2 separate regions of the Rattus norvegicus genome follow, and region 1 is linked to region 2. A link is a contact called in public Hi-C data. All regions are on one chromosome and are shown on one strand. The core of a region is the stretch at or near the end of the contact, and the rest is flanking DNA. Distances in the headings are between cores, read along the strand shown. Region 1 overlaps Baalc (BAALC binder of MAP3K1 and KLF4). Region 2 has its middle 27 kb from the start of Baalc.

Region 1 (5,854 bases), core at 2,597-5,096, 72 kb after region 2:
ATGACAACAAAAACCCATGTTACCCTTTCTGTTTCTCAAGCCTCTTCTTCAGCGTCATCTACACTCTATAGAAGATTTTCCCCTCATAGCGCCCAGACTCCTACTGCAGTGACTTACCGTACTTCCCAGATGCACGTCCAATGGGGACACAGAGCCCCTGTTCTGGTAGTTCCTACCGAAGTCCTGGGGTTACTCACTAAGGTCCAGCGATGGCCCCAGAACAAGTTACATCTGCGACGATAATGCAGAGAGGTGATTGGTTGGCTTTGCTCTTGGTCACGTGCTCTAATTCAGCCCATGTGCTCTGAAAGCAGGAACGGCTTTGGAGTGTTAATAGACAAGCCTACCGCGCATGCTTCAGAATTGTGGGTTTCATAGACTATAGAGTTTAGAGTGGGTCAGGAAGGGAAGTTAACGAGTGTCCTTTTAGACTGAGAAAGGCTGTGTGTTGGGGGTACAGGGTGTGCTAGAGAAAGGAGAGTCGGCAAGAAGTATACAGGTTGGTTTGTTTGAGACAGGATTTTTATGTAGTTCAGGCTAGCCTTGAACTTGCTGTGTAGCGGAGAATGAACTGGAACTCCTGATCCTCCAGCCTCCACTTCTAAGTACTAGGATTACAGGTGTGCACTACCACACCCAGCGCACTGTAGGGATCTCTAAAAGATTCTCTGGCTGCATATAATTCACTTGTTTCTTTTTCTTTTTTTTTTTTTCTTTTCTTTTTTTTGGAGCTGGACCGAACCCAGGGCCTTGCGCTTGCTAGGCAAGCACTCTACCGCTGAGCTAAATCCCCAACCCCAATTCACTTGTTTCTTTATAGACTCAGAATCAGGAGAAAAGCACCCTTTCTCAAACGGTCAGTATCTGAAGGTTACAAACACTCCGAGATTTACTATGTATGATACTAAGATGGCATTTTAAACATGTAAACCTTTTAAACATTAATTTATTCATGTTTTTCTCAAATTGATTATGATATCTCATATTTTAATAGTGACTCTCTAAAATAATATCCCACTGTCTTCTCTGAAACACTGAAAAATGGCAGTTGAAATAATTCCCCCCCTACTCCAAACAGAATTTTTTCAACATTTCCTCCAAACACTATTTTTTTTTTTTTTAAAGCAGAGGGCTCTGGTCTCAAGCAACAGGGCAACAGGGCAGGGAGAGGAAGGCTGTGCTGTGGGAAGATTCATTCTTCCTTCAAGGGCAGGATGTGAGCGAGTGATGGAGGGAAACTGAAGTGTGCCAGTGGGAGCCACTGCTGTCATTTAGAGACAAGCTGGGGTGAAGTGGACCCTTCAGGTGGGAACGTAAGCAGAGAACAGAATCGAGCTGAGGAAGTCCCCATGGAAGAGTGTCACATTTGATTACAGAGAATGAAGGAGAGAGGAAGGTTGCATGCCTTTGTGATCAGAGGCTAGCAAGCTGGCGGTGTGCTCCCCAGAAAGGGCAGTCAAGGAAAACCATCAAAAGGTTACGGATGTGACTAGTTCAGACTGGATACACTGAGTCTAAAGAACAGGAAAGAATTCCAGAGAAGGCAGACTGCAGCTGGTTCTGCGAGCTGTCAGTGGTGAGGCTAGATTCTTCCCTTGTTTTTTGTTTTTCTTTATTTTTTTTTTTTGCACAAATCTCTCTTAAATACAGTTTGTTCCACCCCACCCCTTGCACTGTTTAAGCCAAAGTCCTCACTGCCTCCACTGTTCCAACTGTCAGATTTTCCTTCCTCCAGTTTCCTCTTAAACCCAGCATCCTTTGTGTCTTTGATGTCTTCTCTAGTTTCAATATAACCTTAATTTTATTTTCTTGATTGTTAATTTAGTATTTATATAAGAACACTATAAAGCATGGCACTGTATTAAAAGGAAGTCAAGGACATAGAGCATTCTCTAACTTGAGTGTTGAATATTGTTCTCTTTACTCTGAGATGTAAGTACAAGCATGAGTTGACTTACAAAGTCTTTTCTGATTTCTATTTCCAACTTTCCCACTGGATATATTTAGGGGTGATGATGGTACTTTATGTCTCCATGATCCAGCAAAGTCTGGTAAAGTCTGGGGTGAAAGTCTGGGTCTAGCTGAGATGAAGGGACAAGTGCAGGGAACTGAGGGTCACATTTCAGCCCACAGTGAAGACAGATGTGGTTTCTGAGAGAAGAACAAGAAGTTTCATCAGGCAAAGCCGCCTTTCTCCAAGCTTGACGACCTGAGCTCGATCCCCAGGACCCATACAGTACAAGAAGAGGGCTGACTCCCCCAAGTTGTTCTTTGCCCACCACACAACAAGCTGTGGTGCATGCGCCGCAAAACGAATACTTGAAAATAAACAGCAAAGAAAACAAACCTCTTAGGGTGCCCATCTTTCCCTCAGCAATGGATAGGCTACCTTTGCTCATTTGGGGAACAGAAACTCCAGGCTATGGATCAGTAGTATAGGACCTGAACAACCCAAGCCACGACTGCATTTAAGGTCCAGCATGACCTTGGCTCCTGGGGCCACCATAGGACTACCTCCTTTCCTGATCTCTTAGAGGTCTTCCTGGCAGTTACTGTAAATGGAGAGCTTTAAGAACTCTGCACAGTCCTTTCGTTGTTGATAGTGCTCTATAGGAAACCTGGGGCAGGCTGACATCCTCAGTCCTCAGAGCCCCATGTTCTAGTTTGCCTTCTGTTGCTGTGAAAAACATCATGACCAAAAACAACTTGGAGAGGAAAGGATTTGTTTCTGCTCACAGATTACAGACTATCATTGACAGAAACCAAGTCAGGCACTTAAAGGTAGGAACTGAAGCACACATCATGGAGGAATGCTGCTTCCTGGCTTGCTTCCAGGTGAACATTCCGTAATTTTCCTTACAAAGCCTGGGACCACCTGCCTAGGTCTGTTACTGCCTACAGTGGGCTGACCCCTCCCACACTGAACAGCAATAGAGAAAATGGCCCACAGACAGCACAAGCCAATCTAAGGGCAGTTTCTCAACTGAGCTTCTCTCTTCCAAGTGGCTGGGTTGTGTCAATCGACAACTGAAACCAACATCTTGGCTCCATTATGGCATGTCAGCAAAGCCTCTGTTTCAAAATAGAGTCTGTGCATATAAGGTGGACACAGCTCACATGAGAAGCTATTGACTCATGTGTGACAATATCCCTTATACAGGAAAAACAAGCATGTCCATTTTCCTCCCCTTCTTTTTAAATATTGAACTCAGATGAAGGGTTTGAGTGTTTTAGACAAGGTCTCCCTGCACAGTAGTTTTCAGACGAGTTCCAGACCAGTATCTGGAAATCTCTATGTAGATGAGATTGACTTCAATCTCATAGGGATTTACCTGCCTCTGCCCCCTGAGTTTGGGAGAGCTTTTAAAACTAAAAACTCCTTTCTAAGATGGTACTTTGATTTGGAGCCTTCTTCTCAGATTTCCAATATACCAAGTCCAGGGTGGGAAGATAGTATCTTAGAAACACCTCTGATAGTTAGAAAAAAACCACAAGGAGGAAGGCTGTCATCTAAGATCCCAGCCTCCAGGCTGTCATCTGGGTCATCTTTGATGTTTTGGGGTACCATTGCCCTTAGGACAACATCCATACTTCTTAACAAGGGACGATGAACCCTAAAAGTTTGGCTTCTGTGTTTCCTTGGCTGGCCTTGTGTATTTCTAGTTTCTCTGAAATGCCTGCCTTCGCAGCACACCTTGAAGCCCCAAGGTCTCCCAACCTCAGGCACCATGCTTTGCTTTGGGCTCTCTTCCCTGATCCTAAGAACAGAGCCTGCTCTCCCGAGAGGCTCAGAACCTTATGATCTCCCTCCCATGTAGATTTTTCTCTGGCACTGTTCATTTTTCCTTCAGCATGACACAGATTCAGGAACTAGCCAAGCCTCAAATTATCTGTCCTACAGAAGCTGGGGGCTCTATTTCTATCCCTGCCACATGAGTCACATTGCTGCCTTCTGCTCACCAGGAGCGCTTGGGCCTGGCAGAACAGCAATCTGTCTGCCAACTGCATCTCTCACTTCTTTTGTTTAACCTCTAACCTCCTGATTGCATTGGTCCTTTGGGGCCTCTTAAGAGTTGGGTCTAAGGCTCTTGGGAGGTGGTCACTCCATTCCCCTCCCTCTCACCAGATGGGAGTTAGAGTTGTTGACTTGGCAAAGCTGATTGTTGGTGACATCCTCTTGTCCCCTCCCCAGTTCTCCCATCTACTCTGCGTGTTCCCTCAGCTCTCAAGAAAAGATCTGAAATCAAACATTTGTAAGTCGGCATTGTGCCTGGAGGTGGGAAGGTATGGAGTTAATCCTGACCGTGTGCCAGCTCATCTGCTCTCTTTGATCACCAATCTTTGATGTAGATATCATGATCCTCCTTTTATATGTGAGGAAGTTGAGACTTAGTGATGTTAAGTAGTTGGGCAATGACTAAGACAGTAGATGGAACAAGATGTCTTTGGAGCCACACAGATCTGGGTTTGGAGTCTTCACTGCCTGACTATCATTGGGCAAGATGATTGGGCTTCCTGGTTTATAGTGTGCAGCAGTCAGACCCATTTTTGGATAGACATCTCCCCAGCAGAGTTTGACAGTGGAAAGACCAGAGCGTGGATTACTCAGTGTCTCTGAAAGTGCCTGCTGCTCGAAAGGGTGCAGTGAGTACCTTCTCCACTGTAGTACGTGCCTCGCACCCAGTGAGTCTACAGTCAACAGCACTCACTGGGTAAGCAGGAACTTAAGTCACAAGCTCACAGATTCTGTGGGTCCCTAGAAGAACAAAACAGAGATTGAGAGATATAGGCAAAGGGACTCAAACCCTGCTCTGACCCCCAAGAAAAATGGCACCGTGTTTGCATGTATGTGTTTATGTGTGCATGTATGAAGGAGTATGGAGGCCAGAGGTCAGCCCTGGGTGCCTTTCTCAATTATTCTCCACCTTGGTTTTTGAGATAGGATCTCTCATTGAACTTCAAGCTTAGTGATTTTGCTAGACTGACCAGTGGGCCAGGCACAGGGATCGTCTTCTCTTTGCGTCTAGAGTGCTGGGCTACAGGCGTGCGCTACCACACCTAGTCCCCCCCACCCCCACCCCGGCCCCCACCCCGCCATGGGTACTGAGAATTGAACTCTCAGTTTTCATGGCAAGCACTTCACCAACTGTGCCTTCTCCCAAGACCAAAAATTTTTCTTTTGTTGCATAAAAAATCTGATTAAAATCCCGACTCTCAGGCTTTCACTAACCAGGTTGAGATTGGCCCTGAGCATCTTTTAGTCTCCCAGTCTTTCCCATAGTCTTCTGTTCTTCCATTCCTTCTCGGCCTAAAGCCAACTGAATGTCATATGTCTTTTTTTTAGATTTCCTTCCCATGAGTTACCCAGGTTTTTCAACCCAGAAGCAAGTATGTGTTCATTCTAGCAAACAAAAATGCTGTCCCTTTAAAGGCTGGAGGGGACAAAGAGCTTATGCCCATGCATGTAAATACCTTTGGTTTGACCTCTGACACAGAAGAATGACTTAATAGGATCGTGTTCCTCTCCCTTGAACACCAAAGCTCGCTCTGAGAGGGGCACAGCAAGAGAAAGAGGCAGATTCACAGTTCTAGAGGCCAAATCTAGGATCAAGCCATTGGTTGTATACTGGAGGCCTGCTCTGGAGGGATGAGGCCCTCTCGATGACCTCACAGGGTAGAAGGATCAATGAGGCTGAACACCATATCCTCACAGGGCCGGAGAGGGATACGGCCTTCTGTGGGGTAGAACCCTGATCATCACGCTCCCGGGGCCCCCATATCTTAACACCACAGCAGGGATGAAGTTTCAACCCGACTTTTGGACAATCCAAAACACCCGTGCAAGCCATTTCAG
Region 2 (6,390 bases), core at 675-3,174:
ACAAAACAAAACAAAAAAAACAACTTTTCCAGTACAGATTTGCTGTGGCAACATGATTTTAAAAACTGCTTAGGAATAGAATACAATATTTTAAATTTAACATATATTTAAATAATTATTAAAACTTAAAAAAAAACCCTGCCTAGGCCTGGTGTGTAGCTCGGTGGTAGTGTACATATATGTTCAAGAGGCTCTGGCTTCAGATCCAGGATTCCCCTGCACAAAACCATTACAGAAAAGTCTTCAAAAGTGAGATGACACTCACCACTCGAAGTGTCTGACCCCCCCCCCCCCCCCCGCCAGCCATGAGGCTGGGGGGTAATTATAAATTCACAGTAGCAGCTCCGACCTCTGTAGTGGGTTTGCTAAGTGTCGCTCTAAACTAAATGCTTCAGTCATCAGCTCATTTAATCCTTAGAGCAGCCCTATAGTGACCATGGTGGCTGGAAACTGAGGACTGAGTCAGCCACCATCCCCGCCCTCCCTCCCTGCCATCCCTGCGCCACCCCCAGACACATCAGCCTTCCTCCATCTGCCTGACTCCAAAGCTGAGACCTTACCCACCCGGGCTACCACCGCACCAAGTGGCAAACTACATTTCCTTCTGGACTCTCCATGGTCTGGAAAGCAGCCAGGCGTTTGCAGGAAAGCCCTTGTTCTGAACTTGGGAGTGATTATTGCTTGCGATCTGAAAGGAGTGAAAAGAGAAAACAAACCTGAGGGGCGGGGCACTCTAGTTTGTTCTGAGGTCTGCGGTGGAATGAAGGCCACCCAGTCATTTCAGCAGATTGCTATGCTACCACTGATGGCATTTCGGGGTATTTCTTATTTTCAGACTTGAGGTCTTTACCCAACTCTGCTATCTATCGGTTTAGGGCAAGGCCAGGAGGGAGGGAACTTAGATTCTAGACCTGGCTTCTTTTCTTAGACAGGGTCATCTTCAGCCTCCTAGACTCTTCCTGGAAAGTTCAGGTTTGGCCTCCCTCAGAACTCATATTGGACAGGTCCGGTGTTGCACTGGTGGGCAGGGCAGCACCGTGTGGGCGGGGCAATGCAAAGGGAGGGTTTTCTGGTGTTTTTTTTCCTCTGAGGGGAGCAGCAGGCATGCCCCCCCTCCCCCCCCCCCCCCCCCCCAGTGAGGGAAGCTCTACTGAGGGATATTTTTGAGACTGATGCAGACTCCGGAGCAGTGACGTCCCAATGACTCAGCTGGTGGGTGGAAGTGATTTTAAATAATGACAGTATCACCATGTCCCTCCTCCCACAGTATCACCAAAGACGTGCGCACTAGCCCTGAACCCACTGACTCAGCTACTGAGCATGGCAGGAAGAGAATAAAGGCGGGTCACAGGCAGTCCCTCTGAACTGTGCAAACCGTTGTTGCAAATGGAAAATAATGCCTTCCTCTTCCTCAGAAACAAGCACAGAAAAACAAGGGTGGGAAAGGTCACCTTGTACGTCTGTCCTCCAATTGTAAAACAGTCCTCTAGGAGTTAAGTGCAGAGTAATTATAGTCACCACTATCAGGAAGAGGCCACTTAAGTTAATTAGAAAGGGAAGCCACCCAATTGCAGTTAAAAACATGTAGAGCTTGGTAGCATTTGTGAGAGAAAGAAACTGCAGTGCTTAAATAGCGCCATTTACAGATGTCTTTTCAGGCAGAACAACAGGAAAATCAGCTTAGCTGGGAAGTGCAGGTCATGGCCATGCTTGGAGCTAATGAGTGACCAAAACAGTGCCTGTCACCAAGGCAGTCTTGTGTCTTCCCTGACCCTGGGTGCCTTCAGAGGTAAGGGGTCAATTAAGGACTTTTCTGGGGCTTGTGAAGGATGGCAGTGACCCGGGCAACAGTTAGCAGTGGGAGGAAGGGAAGGGCGGTTTCCTAGGAGCCACCTTCTCATGAATAAACATGAGATTGACTTAGGGAGGGTTGTGTTGGAACACAGATGCCAAGTATGGCCAGAGTGCACCGCAGGAGCCAAAGGCTGCAATGGTTAGAGGCTTCAGCTTCACCCCGCACCTATGCCAAAGTCTGGGGCTCCTGGGGACCTGGAGGTTCTCTTTAATGGGCAGTGTATTGAGAAGCATTTGCAGTGGGATGGGGCAAGGCTTACGGTGCTTGATGCTCTGTGTTCTAGTCCTACAACCACTGCCCAGCAAGCAAACAAACAAACACACCGACCATTGTAGACTCTAAGGACATATACGAATTAAAAATAAGGTTTGATTCTTGCTGAAAAGAAGAGTTGGGTGTGGTGGTGAATATCTACGTCAGCAGCGCAAGGCAGGCTGAGCGGGGCGCCTCAGGGTCCACACCGGACAGGAAAAGCCTTCCTCCCCCTTTCCCTGTTCCTTCTGTTTCTGTGCGCATTTACATTAGAACTCTAAACTGTAAATCCTTCCTCCTTCGAAATGTACATAAATCCTTGGAGACCCTATTACTATTTTGTTGGCTCTGTGACCTGGAAGTGTCTCTCAAGCTGGCAGAGGCCTGAGAAGGGTGCTGGGTCCCTGGAGCTGGAGTTACAGACAGTTGTGAGCTCCCTGCCGTCGGTGCTGGGAATCCGACTCTGGTCTCTACAAGAACAGCCAATGCTCTTAACGGCTCAGCCATCTCTCCTAGCCTACATTCTTTTAGTTAATGTAAAAAACCTGTCTGTCTGTCTGTCTGTCTATTTGTCTGTCTATTTGTCTTCCAGGACGGTTTTAAGCTCACTTAGCAGCCCAGGCTGGTCTTGCCCTCCAGTTCTTCCCACTTCCCCTTCCATTTTATAGCTATGTGTCACCACGCCTACTTTAATTCTTTTCTTTCTAGACCACATCACTGGCTGGAACTCAGTGTACATCAGGCTGACCTCAAACACACAGAGAGTCTCCTGCCTCTGCCTTCTGAGTGCTGGGATTAATGGTGCACCACCATACTTCACACTTGCTATATTCTTAAAAATTCAGTCTGCTCCACTCCTGGGTGTATATGCCAGGAGGTTGTGGGAAGTCATGTACATGAGCCCGCACAAAGGCTTTCACATCATATTCACTGCAGTCTGTCCTTGGTAGCAAAACTGGAAACAACCCAAGCACACTTACCAAGAGGAGAAAGGATAAATGAGTTGTACATCTGTATAACAGAATACTATTCTGTCATTAAACTCAGTTAGCACCATGTGAAATGACATTAGTGACTCCCAAAAGCAGCATGCTGCTCCAAAGGAGCCAGACAGAAAGACTACACATGGCGATCTACAATGGCAAATTAATCTACCGTAGAGGATGTGACTGAAAGGCCTGCTGCCTGCGTCAGGAACAGGAGGAACTGAGTGCAGTGGGCAAGAGGGATCTTTGGAGATGAAGGGCGTGACCCATATCTGTGTGTGCACCACGGCTGCACATGTATGTGCAGGTGTGCAAGACCAGAGGCCAACCAGGGATGTTGTTCCTCAATTGATGCCTACCTTGGTATGTTTCATTTTGTTGTTGTTTGTTTTTGCCTTTCTTCCTTCTTTCTTTTCTTTTTTAAAGATTTTATTTATTTTGTGTATGTGAGTACACTGTAGCTGTCTTCAGACACACCAGAAGAGGGCATCAGATCCCATTACAGAGCCACCATGTGGTTGCTGGGAATTGAACTCAGGACCTCTGGAAGAGCAGTCAGTGCTCTTAACCACTGAGCCAACTCTCCAGCCCCCTCACCCCCCCTTTTTTTTGAGACAAAACTATGACCTGAAGTTCATAGACTAGGTAGGTTAGGCGCTCAGCCATTTGGAGCCTGTCTCTGCCTCCCTGGTGCTGGGATTTTAGGACACCCCCCCACCCCCCCACACCTTTTCAATGTTGGATCAAACACCAGGTCTGCAAGTCAAGCACTTTCTATTGACAAAGCTACCCTTCCCCCATCCTCGTGTTCTATCCGGCTTGTTAGAGTGGAGATTGGATTTAGTGTATGGAGAGTAGTTACTATATGTATCAGTGGTGTGGAGCCAGCTTACACTTGAACTGTGCATAGAGGCGGCCATCTTTATCCATTCCAAATGCTACACTGAAATACCTTGGAGCAGGGACCTTATAAACACCTGAAATTTAGTTCTTAGAGGTCTAGAGTCTGGAGCCCAACTTGATGCCAGCCTGTCAGGGTTCAGGGAAGACTCCTTTGACAACTTTTCTCTGTATCCTCACTGATGTAGGGAGCCATTGAGTTCTCTGGGTCACTTTTTATCAAGGTATGAGTATTATTCCTGAGGACTCTGCCTTATGACCTAATCACTTCCAACAACCCTGCTTTCTGATGCCATCACCTTGGGATTTAGGTTTCAATGAGAAATTTTGGTGGGAAACACACATACTCAGTCTCCAGCAGTGGGCATATCTGATTGAATATAGAGTATATTTAAGTAAAGTTTATTCTAAGAATAATAATAAATTCTTCTTTAACGAAATTTGAAGTAAAAAAAATGCATTTTTTTTAATCCAAAGTGAGGTGTAGTTCACACGGTGGCCTCAGAGTGGATGCCCCAAAATGGAGTCTTGTTTTGATACACAGTGCAAAGCTTGCCCCAGGGTCACTCCTAGTCTGCCCTGGGCTTTGTAAAGATGCAAGCAGGGCTTGGTTCACAGCCAATGGCCTCATGCAGCTCCCCCGGGAAGGCCTTTGCTGTCAGGGTTACATGAAGCCCACAGTCGTGGGTCTGTGGTGAGTCATGATAATCTACCTACAGGGGATGAAAGAGCTCAGTGATTCACACATGTCAAGGTTAATAGGAATATTACAGGGTTTCTTCCTCAGGGGGAAAATAGAAGACTCTGTCTTTAAATATTTCTCTTCCTTTAAAGGATGTCGCATCAGCCTGCTGTTGAAGCATTCATTCATTTATGCGCACCAGCAGTTCCTATTTGGTTAAAGATGAAAAGATTCTTCTTGGAAAGGCAGCGCAGGGCCTAGGAAAAGCATCCGACTCTTGTCAGTGTCTATGAAACGCAGAGAGAAGCCTGTTTCTTTTCTGTCAGAAGAGCTCTGGTTCCTGCTTCCAAAGTTGGTGACATGGTTATATCTACCACCAATTGGGCAAGTGAACGGTTTTCTTGCCTTCACCGTAGGCCAGACAGGGCTAAAAGAAGCTGGATTAATAATAGTTCATCGTGGGGTTGGGGATTTAGCTCAGTGGTAGAGCGCAAAGCCCTGGGTTCGGTCCTCAGCTCCGAAAAGAAAAAAGAAAAAAAAAATAGTTCATCGTAGCTAAGGGCTCATCTCAAAGCTGGCAAACATCAGAAAGGGATCGGAAAGAGGTTTTGGAAGACTGTTGCGTGCAATGGCCACACAGATGTCCGATCCCTTTAAGGCTAGAGGAAAGGAAGTGCACTAGCTACAACTGATGAGTCGGAACTCCTGCTGGCCAGATGGCTTAGTCAAGTCTGCCAGCCAATCCTCGATGAGCAAGGGGAGGATCAGTGGAGAGAAACTAAGGTAGAAGAGGGGAGGGGAGAAGGAGAGGGAGGTTAAAAGTATGGGGCCTTTTTGCCTCTTCCTTTGCCTTGAAATAATGGCAGAGACCTGGGGTTTATAAAAGGCTTGCACTATAGCTGGGCAGGGTTCTCACCTATTCTAACCGGACTGCTGGCCCGGCCTGCTTCCCAGTCACTTTCCAGCCATGTGGTATTACCTGCCATCTTGGTCTTCTCCTGGCTTCCTTCTTTGTCCTGGTCTCAATCTCGACTCTCCCGGGCCCCACATGGCTTTCCTCTTTTCACACTGGGCCCTCAACACTGGGATAGGAAGTCCCGCCTCCAATTCTGCTGCCCAGCTATTGGCTGGCCAGCTCTTTACTAACCAATCAGAGGTGGTGGAAAACAATTTTTTTTCTTTTTTTACACAATATTGAAACAAGAGATACTGGACAGCAACCCGATCTCTGGACACATTAATCAGCATTTGAATTCTCAGTACACAAAACCATCTCCCAAATGTATGTATGTGAAAGTTTGTTTGTATGGCCAGCATTGGCCTGGTTAGTATCTGGAGCTGCTTCTGGGACAGCTCAGAGCCCACCAACCTCACCCTCCCATGTTATCCTGAGGTCTCTTTGGACTGTGCAAACAATGAGTCTATGAAGTCAGTGAGGCCGACAAACCATTTCAGAAGAGTCGAGTTTACATCAGCAGCCATGCTCAGCCTCATAGGCCAGAGTAACAGGAGAAGGACACACTGTAAACGCCAGCTCTAAAGATTCCACTTTCCTGAGCTTAGAGGCAGCTACACATTCTCATCTGTATTAACTAAGTAATTTAAAGACAGGGAAGTAATTTGTTATTGTCTTAGTTAGGGTTACTGCTGCTGTGATAAAACACCATGACCAAAGCAACTTAGAGAGGAAAGGGTTTATTTGCCTTTCACGTCCA

The links. Hi-C and Micro-C count contacts between places; a contact is called where the count stands out from the background.
Region 1: a contact with region 2 is called in a Hi-C map of liver, with 2.1 times the contacts expected there. The contact joins two enhancer-like sites. A contact is called at or near these places in 11 of 12 Hi-C or Micro-C datasets (the A7r5 cell line, the Rat2 cell line, Schwann cells and 6 more) and 1 of 1 datasets of contacts at active chromatin or transcription factors (oligodendrocytes).

The regions. Positions count from the first base shown.
Region 1 is chr7:71,843,560-71,849,413 of GRCr8, forward strand. All of the region lies in intron 1 of Baalc (BAALC binder of MAP3K1 and KLF4), which reads left to right. Among named protein-coding and RNA genes, the nearest start is that of Baalc, 43 kb to the left of the region's middle. Within about 2 kb of position 3,847, at least 9 of the 93 cell types and tissues checked have an H3K27ac peak or open chromatin away from gene starts, as enhancers often do.
Region 2 is chr7:71,773,322-71,779,711 of GRCr8, forward strand. No RefSeq gene overlaps it. Among named protein-coding and RNA genes, the nearest start is that of Baalc, 27 kb to the right of the region's middle. Within about 2 kb of position 1,925, at least 72 of the 93 cell types and tissues checked have an H3K27ac peak or open chromatin away from gene starts, as enhancers often do.